Regions from separate parts of the Gossypium hirsutum genome. Here region 1 is linked to region 2. Evidence: chromatin contacts called from public Hi-C data. All regions are on one chromosome and are shown on one strand. The core of a region is the stretch at or near the end of the contact, and the rest is flanking DNA. Distances in the headings are between cores, read along the strand shown. Region 1 holds the start of LOC107909860 (stress-associated endoplasmic reticulum protein 2). Region 2 holds the start of LOC107909851.

The links. A called contact is a pair of places that touch in the nucleus more often than the background predicts.
Region 1: a Hi-C map of leaf shows a contact between it and region 2, with 2.3 times the contacts expected there. The contact joins the promoter of LOC107909860 here to the promoter of LOC107909851 in region 2. A contact is called at or near these places in 2 of 34 Hi-C or Micro-C datasets (leaf and seedling).

The regions. Positions count from the first base shown.
Region 1 is chrD02:56,588,266-56,592,879 of Gossypium_hirsutum_v2.1, forward strand. LOC107909860 (stress-associated endoplasmic reticulum protein 2) reads left to right here and starts at 3,103. Exons shown (of 3, transcript XM_016837547.2): 1 at 3,103-3,345; 2 at 3,961-4,117; 3 at 4,362-4,614. The coding sequence starts at 3,343. The coding sequence ends at 4,408. It also overlaps the pseudogene LOC107909861.
Region 2 is chrD02:56,115,009-56,119,751 of Gossypium_hirsutum_v2.1, forward strand. It overlaps LOC107909851, which reads right to left and starts at 1,779. Exons shown (of 1, transcript XM_016837539.2): 1 at 1,380-1,779. The coding sequence starts at 1,779. The coding sequence ends at 1,570. LOC107909852 reads left to right here. Exons shown (of 6, transcript XM_041088843.1): 2 at 156-2,798; 3 at 2,997-3,091; 4 at 3,252-3,351; 5 at 3,535-3,718. The coding sequence ends at 175.

The DNA of each region.
Region 1 (4,614 bases), core at 1,853-4,352, 470 kb after region 2:
GAGGTCATCATTATGTTATCCAATTAAGTAATCAATAGTAAAACATGGCAAATCAAAATTTAAATATAAAATTAACTTTTAAATTTGTTATTATATAATTTCATTTAAGTAAAGTCTTTTGATAAAATTAAAATTATTATTTATAATCATGACAAATTTTTTTATCAATTAAATTTTTAACTAATTATTTTAAAAATATTAAAACTCTTATTTGTAAATATGATAAATTTAATAATTAATAATAATTAAAATAAACAACAAAAGTTATATTATTTAGTTCAAAAACTTCTCCATACTCTAACTTTTATAGATTAAAAATATTTTTAATTTAATAATATAATTAACAACAAATAATATTTTCGTCAACTCAAAACCTTCTGTAAACTTATATCATTTATCTATTATAGATTATAGATAAACTACAAAGCTTTCTTCACTTTGTTTATTTTTCCTTTCAAACAATACTAAAGTAATAATAATGTGAAGTATACGGGGTACCACCGTATCATAACAAATAAATAAATTAATAAATTACCATTAAAAATCCAACAACATGCTAGAATAAGGGCTAAGGCTAGCATTAGAACAGTTTACACTAATATTAAAAGAAAAACGACAACGACAAACTACTATAAAACTTCTCTTACTTTCTTTTTTTATTTTCCTTTCGAGCTCTTTTTTTTTAAATAAAAAACCTTTTAACTTCTTTTGCATTTTTAAAATTCTTTTATAAATTTTTACTTTTACTTTTTTTTATATTTTGAAGAGTTTTTTATAATTTTTAAATATAATTTTTATTTATTTATTTTTTTATAATTTTTAAATTATTTATTAATATGGTATATAAAAAAATGTCACATCACCAATGAAAAGTGGAGAGTCAATTTATTCCCAATAAAAAAAATAGAGGTCAAATTAAATAAGTATATAAAAATTGATGGCTACATTTACTATTATGCCTTAAATATAAAATATCAAAGTAAGCATTTAATAGAAAGGCTATTTCATTCATTCATCTAACATAAAGAGACCAGTTTACTTATTTTTTAATAAAATGGTTAAATATAAAATTAATACTCAAATTTGTTCACTTCTCCTGAATTGGTACTTATGGTATTTTTTTTCCAAATTGGTACTTAAATTTTTTTTTGTCAACTAAATTGGTACCTAAGTCTAATGCCGTTAACTTTTTACTTACTAGCCAATCGTGCAATGCCACGTGACGTCCTCTTATACCTCTTTTTCTTTTTGTTTTTCTTTTTTTATCCCCCCCTTTTCTTTCCTTTTTATTTTCTTTTCTTATTTTTCTTTTTCTTCATCATTCCTACTTTCTTTCCTCTATCAAAAACTCATGATTTCACATTCCCTTCTTTCTTCTGTCAAAAACTCTTACCCCAAAAATTTTCACTCACTTTCTCACCATCTAATTACCACCAAAATCACATATCTTAAACCCTTTTCATGTTCCTCCCCATTTTTCAGCCACCATCAACCAACTCCCACAACTTCCCCTCCCCTTTTCAAACTAACCATAAAAACTCATGGCTTGAACCAACTGAGCTGAACTACACTTTCACCTATCTTAGATAACCTTGTGATGGGAACCCAATTGGACCAACCGTCTCAAATGAAACTATCGGTAATGGCCCTTCCACTTCGTCTGCTTGCTATATGTCCACCATGTTTATTTTACTTTACCTCTCAATTTTGTTTTATTTGTAAATATTGTGTGGAAGGAAAAGTAGTGATAATAAAAAGGAGAAGAAAGAGGGTAATGTAAGATACAATTTCATGAAGCAAACAATAATATCAAAATTAATAGTACCTAATTTGTTTAAAAATCATTGTGCAAATCATAGTATCCTTCTTCACCATAAATAGCCACTATAACAAACAAACAAATTACAAAATGAATTCTTCGATAAAAAGCTTTAAATCCTTAGAAACTTATTAAGTAAAAAGATAAAAATCTAATGGAGTTGCCTGCATCTACCCTTTTTTTTGTTCTTTCTCGTATTTTCTCAAGAAACAAATAAAAAAAATCTAACTACCCAAAAACTGAAAAAATAGAAAAAAAAAATTGAATACGAAAATTAAAAAAAAAAGATGAACCAAGGCTCGAAATATAAAACAAAGATAAACCTAGAAGCTAAAAAGAAAGCAAAGTGAACAAAAAAAAAACTATTTTTTTTGTGTTCTTTCTCATATTTTCCCAGGAAACAAACAAAAAAATCCAACTATCCAGAAACTTTATTAATTGTCAGGTTTCAGTTACTAGTTCTTCATTTCGAGTCTATTGGGTAATCAGAATCTTTGTAGCCCGAATTTGAACCTGTTTCCTCCATGTCTAGAAACTTTATTTTCTCAGTACCTTCTACGTCAAACAAAGAAGCAGCAGCAGCAGCAGCAATAGCAGAATGTGAAGGAGAGGAATTGGAATCAGCCATTGAAAGCAAACGTGTTTAGTAGAGAAAAGAATAGAAAAGGATAGTGGGAAAAAGAAAGGTCACCGGGAAAAAGAAAAGAAATTGGGGTGGAAGAAATGTCACAGGGAAAACTAAAGAAAAAAAAAAGAAATAATTTTAAAAATATTTTTTTAGATTATGACATCAAGGGTTAGATTTAAGTACCGATTTAGTTGACCTAAAAAAAATTAAGATACCAATTTAGAAAAAAACCCATAAACACTAATTTAAAATAAGTAAAAAAATTTGAGTTCCAATTATACATTTAAACCTTAATAAAAAAAATTAAAATATAGTATATAAACTGCTATTTGCAATAAAATTTTGGAATGGTATGATCATTATCACAATTTTTTCAATAAAAATATATAAAAAGGAAAGTAAGTGGAGTATCAAAATTTGAAAAAGAATCAAGGGTATAGTGAGGTCCATTAAAATGTTAGGATATTCATTAAAAATATTATTTAAACTTTAGAGACTAATTTAGAATTTGAATCATAATTTGAGGACGTTTGCTTGAATTAACCCTTTAAAAGAAAACAAACGGCTTAAATTTAAGCGAAGTCTTAAATCCCACACGTCTACGTGTAAAAAAGAACCAATGAAAACGCGCCGCGTATTCTGACTGAGGTTCAGGCCCAATGAGAGCGAAGCCGGTGACGCTACTTACGCGTGACCTTCAATTATCATTTATTTTTCCGTCTTCAGCACTATATAAAGCGGACGGATAGCTGACATCCTCTATCAAATCCGGAGATTTTCGCGAGAAAGTGAGAGGTCGAGAGAGAAAATAATTCGCAGGGAATTAGCGAGATCCTGCAATTTTCCTGCGTTTTCTCTCTTCAATCTTCTCCGGCTATCTGATCTATCCGTCATCATGGTGAGTTTTTATTTTCTTTTTCTAAGAAACTGTTAATTTGTATTTTTTTTCTGATAATTGGTTCACTTCACAGTTTTCATATTTATTTTTCCTATTAATTTGATTATTATTTTTCTTGATCTTCTTGTATCTGAGTGGATCCAATATAAACTTCTTGTTTGTCTTCCGTCCTTTCCGAATATAGATTATGGATCTACATTTTAGCGTGTTTATAAAATCGTTTGTAGATTTCAGCGATTATAGATCTAAATGGCATATATATGCCTCACAATTTATCTTGTATTTGTTCGAAAATCTTTTGAATAATTTATTCGTCTTTATATTGCTTTTCCTTATTGTATTAATTTAGAACTGTTGACCTGTCATATGCAAATAGTTCGAATTGTCTCTTATTTTTTGGTCAACAGTTCGAATTATATTTTCACAGTTCAAAACTGATTCGAAACGTCATGTATATTTCTCATAAATCTTGTATAAATGTTAAGATCCATCGCCAAATTAGGCCAGGCCTGTCATGGGATACCCTGACCCTTTTATTCCCTAAAAGAAAAATAAAATTGCTTTGTTTCTATTTAAATTTATACTTTATCCCCCTACTTTTTCTGCTTTGGGCAGACAACATCAAGGCGTCTTGCAGAAAGAAAGGTGGAGAAGTTCCAAAAGAACATAACAAAGAGAGGAGCTGTGCCTGAGACAACCACAAAGAAGGGGAAGGATTATCCTGTTGGTCCTGTGCTTCTTGGGTTCTTCATATTCGTCGTCATTGGATCATGTAAGGATTCTTTCTTTGCCATCATATTTCCTTATTCGATGTGTATGGATAATTTGTCTGGTTTCTTCGTTGGAAAGTGTAATATGTTTAGCTTTTCTTGGTGTTCAGTTAATTTCATCATTGTAATCTTCAAGGATATTTGCTTAAATTAAAATATCTATAATTACAATTTAGAGTCAAGATTTTCTGCATGTCCTGTCTGTCATGATTTACTGATCAACTTCGTTTACATTCACCGTAACAGCTCTCTTCCAGATTATCAGGACAGCGACCAGCGGAGGTATGGCATAAGTCTGCACTTCTGGTGTTAAGGAATTGCGAGGAGACTGGTCTTGCATTGGGCTTTTCTTTTCTGTTAGTTTTGTAGGGAAACTGATGATATATTTACTAGAGATATGCTTACGTTGTGAAATGTTCGGAATTTGAATAAGACCTCCCCTTTCTTTGTCTGGTCATTGTGCTTTGTCTGCTACTTTTTTCATTTATGCAATGAGATG
Region 2 (4,743 bases), core at 529-3,028:
GAGCTATATTTTGCGAAGTGCCTCTTTTGTTCACAGGAATTAATTCTGTTCCATCCTCTGCATTTTTTTATTAACCTTAAATCGCTTTTCATAGATTCTGCTAAAATTTGGCGTTGGATATTTTGTATTTTTACTAGTGTAGTGCTGAACTGCAGGTTGCAGCTATGAGAGGTGAGCACCAAACCTAGGAGAAAAGAAACTGGGAAACAGAGCTTAATGGGAACTCTCTTTCAGGTTGGTTTTGGTGGTGGCTGAACCTTTGGTCGGTAGGATTTTAGAAGTTCCTGTCTTGTTACACCCCATATTCCCCATCTCCTTTTATTTGGAATGCTTTCAGTGCTTTCGAATATCAAATATGTTCTAGTTTGTCCAATCTTTTATTTATCTGTTGATCTTTGGTGCGTATGCCTTTTCTGAACCTTTTATGCAATCCAATGCAGATCTTTCTTCCTACGGTATGGGAAAAACTTTTTTACTAGTTAAAAAGGGGGAAAAAAATGAGTTTTTGACTTTTTGTCTTTTGTCTTTGGGGTTTGGATTTTTTTAATATTTGATTTGAAATGAGTTTTGGATTTAACTCGAACAGACAAACTGAGCCTTGACAAATGATTCAAATGATATCGCATTAATGACCCGTTTTGCGACAAATTTCCTTACTTATTATACCCTGCCTCTCTCCGATCCTTGGGAATCATTTGAATGAATTACCTTTTGCGTTAGGCTGCTAAGTTTTATCCTTGTTTGCGTGACATGAATGTATATCTTCTTCAATCTATCTAATTTAATGCAAAGATTTAGCAGATCACTGATAAGACTTTATATTCAAAACGCTGTGGGAATTGTGGCATTGCTGCATGGAAACTTATGTGAAGAGAAAAACAAGATTGAGACAGAGAATTGGAATATGGGTTGGATAATTGAGCAGCACTGGAGTTCTTGGGAAACCTATTGTACCAGGCTTTTTTCCAGTAGTAATGCATCCTGGAAATGTGTATAAATGTTGCTGCAGATGTAACTGAGATATGTAGATGTATTATAGCGTCTTTGTGAATACAACTATTGTTGTTCTATTTTGGTTATTACCAACCCTTTATTGCGTGCAAGTCTCTCCCATCGTTTACTTGTTGGATTTAACGGACGTCCGTTGCTTTGTTTTTTATGTTCAAAATCTTCGTCAGCTAATCAGCATCGAATTTCTTATCCAAAATGGAAGGTTAAAACAAGCAAAAAAGGACATTTTGACAAATTATCTACTTGGCAGGTGTCTGTTAAAGAGGTCTTTTTACTTTATTTATTTATTTATTTTCTTCTTTGTTGTTGTTTCCTTCAAAACTAATTTTTGTCCAGAAAGTTGTGATATTATCCTGGGAGTCTGAACATACAAATAAAAGCACAAATTTGCTATTTCACCAATCATTTCTATTATTCTACAACTGCATTAAGGCCAACAAGATAACAATCCAAAACCAAACACTTCGCCCTGGAGAAATACATTAACCAATCAGAAGGGTAACAAAAGAAAAAAAAAAAGGACTAAATCTTACAAAACACAAGAGTAAGGGTGGCAGGCTATCCAGTGTAGATGTGAACACCTATGGCGATGAGGAAGATAGTGATGAGTCCAAAGAAGATAATAGCATGGACGAGAATGGAAATCCCACTGGTTTGCATGTTCCCAAACTCCACCACTTTGTTCCTCCCTGGCAACTGAAACAACAATCCTGGACTTAACAACACAAATAGCACCACCGCTATCACCACCGGTCCCCAGTCCGCCATACTTACTCTTCACACTCTCTTGGAATGAATAAAGCTTTGAAAAAAGGTGGGTTGTGGTTGAAAGAAGCAAACAACGCAAGGGGAGAGGGAAATATATACATGCATGTCTACATCGTGGGTTCTCGACAGATGCCAGTGCAATAACAACGTGGCAACATTATGGATCGTCCGTCCCTTTCCAATGACTGTAAATTGTAATCGTCTGTCTATCCTTTGCTAATATAATTAATATTTCTTTCCCTTTTTTGATTAACAAATAAGAACCGTCTTTGGTTTTTATTCCTCTACCTTTTCTTAATTTGTTTATTCCAGAACATGGAAGAATTCCCAAACTGCAAGCAGTTGTCACATGATTTGATTTCAATTTCAGAGCTTCCAAGTTCTATTTTTCTTTTTACACATGTTGAATTCGAATTAGAAATTCGTTTAAAGTACGAATCTATGAGTTGCAATAGAACTATGTATTTCTGTTATTGCTTTTTTTCTTTTAAAAAATAACCTTCTGAAAAAGGAATAAGAACATATATATATAATTACCATATTACACAAAAGAAAAAGAAAAAAAAAAGGTAAGGTCAGCAGGATTTTTATCCAGCATGACAATAATATATAAAAGGAGCAATCTTAACCTAGAAGACAAGTTTGAACATGGTATGGATTGGATTCAACATTTTTGAATCATAATATAAAGTCATTATACGTGTAAAAGAATCCAAATGCACTCTCTTCAGGGCCCGTTCTCCTTTGCGTTTTAGAAGGATTTTTTCAATAAAAAGTCCTTTTCTCTTAAAAGGAACGAAGAATAGCCTCCATTTCAGAAAAAAATTCGCCATCGGAGAAGTCCTTTTCTCCAGATGAAGAAGTTAAAATTTTCTCCTTTTCTTCAGCCAAAAGTGCTTTTGGCTGGTAATTTCCATTTTTCTCCCCCAAAAACCGTTCTTCCCTCTGGTTCTTTGCTTGAGATTTCAAGTTCTTTGCCTTTGTTTCTTTTTCCCTGGTTCTTTGTTCCTCTTCCGCTGGTGAGTTTCTTTTCTTCTTCTTCTTCTCTTTAATTATTCTTTCTGCTTTGTTTTTTGTTATTTTCTGATTGTTTAGAGTTTAGCAAAAATTTTACAGAAATTTTACATTCTTCGATTGTTCACCCTCTCTCTATTGAATTTGCTTCTGGGTTCTGAACCCCAACGCATGGATTCTGTTAAAACTGCTTTGTTTAATAGGCACAGTAATTACAGATGAACCCCAATTGATTAGCATCACCGTTTACGACACTGACCGGGATAGAATGCAAAACACTGTCGCCAAGGTTGTCGTGGTGAGAAGCGGAAGTATCCATACTTACTATCTACTATAATATCCCACTTTCTCTTTCTCCACCCACTAATAAACAAAAATTAAAACCCCACTCCTCTGATCTTTTTTTTAGATTTATTATTATCATTATTTTGTTAACTTTAAAAACTTGAAATTCACAGTTTCAGGGTCTGTTTGTGCCACTACTTTGGCAAGGGATGGAATTTCAGTGACCCTTTTTGACTCTGCCAGGGGTCCTGGTGGCCGCATGTCTCAAAGAAGGTTCCTTTTTTGTTTCTCTCCACTTATTTTTTTATTAAAAATTCATTTTCTTTGACGAATTTTGACTGCCCTTTTTTATATTCTAGTATTTGCTGGTGTTTTGGGAAGCAGAAATAAAATTTTAAAGTGCATAGTTTAATGAATTTTTGTTGTTTTTGGTAATATGTAACTTTGGGAATTTAGAGAGATAAGTGAAGATGGGAGAGAGCTGTTATTCGATCATGGTGCTCCTTATTTCACAGTGACAAATCCCGATGTGTTGAGTGTTGTTACCGAGTGGGAATCAAGAGGCCTTGTTGCTGAATGGAAATCGAATTTTGGGTCTTTTGATTGTCTCACCAACAAAATTGTCAACACTGAACACCAGGTTCTTGTAACTATTATTATACTATTTGTTCTTCACTTCTTTTTGCTCCACCTAATGGTACTATTATTTGTTTATTTGCATGGTTTTATCTTAATTATATCTTAACTTGCTTATGAGGAGAGGGCAACGATGTTTTGGAATTGCTTATGTGCATGAATTGATGCTTTTTTCTTGATTTCTTAGAAGCTTGGAACTACTTTTTTTTTTTGAAGTTAATAGGATACTGTTAAACGTTAATGATCCTTGCTATAGCTGCTTCGTAAGTGCTTGCTTGCTATATTGTTCTTTTTTATGTTCATGCACTCTTCAGCTTGATTCACTTGTAGGGTTCTTTCATTTAACCCTTCATCAGCTTAGGCTGTTTATGCTTGTATTATGTTTTCAATTAAAAGGTCAGCATATCTATGTAAAGTGTTGCATAGTTGGTCAACGTCCAGCTCCAGTATTGATTCTGATGTTTATATTATATATATATTCTCACAGATGCCCGTTTTTTAGACAAATAAAAACTGGTGATATGTTTTAAACTCTACTGTTTGGTATTATTGCTTTAGTTCTCTGTCTGATACACTAGAAATTCTAAAATCTGGAGAAAGATTAGCTGCTTCAGAAGTGGGACTACTTGCTACAGTTGGTGTTACTATGGTGAAGGTACTACATTGCCTACTGTTTTCATTTTAATGACCTCAAAAGCTTGTTCAGCTTCCTAAAACAAAATTTGTGTAAGGTTAAATTCTCTAATTAGGCTTGAAGGTTCTTCCTGAAGCACCTCCCTTCCTAAAGACGGATCCAGTTCGGCCAGAATTTTATCGTGCTACTATCAGATGGGAGGCTAATGATGGATCGGGGAGTGCCGGGTAAATTTAGAGTTATAGTTTCCTTGATCATAGGTCTCCTCAGTTTTTCGATTTGTTGTTCAGTTAGATCCTTCTTGGACCTAATTTATCTGCAAGTGTCATGGTTTTTGCTATTTTATTCTACTTTGTAATGCTATTATAATTGTGTTAAGAAGCAATTTGTTTCTT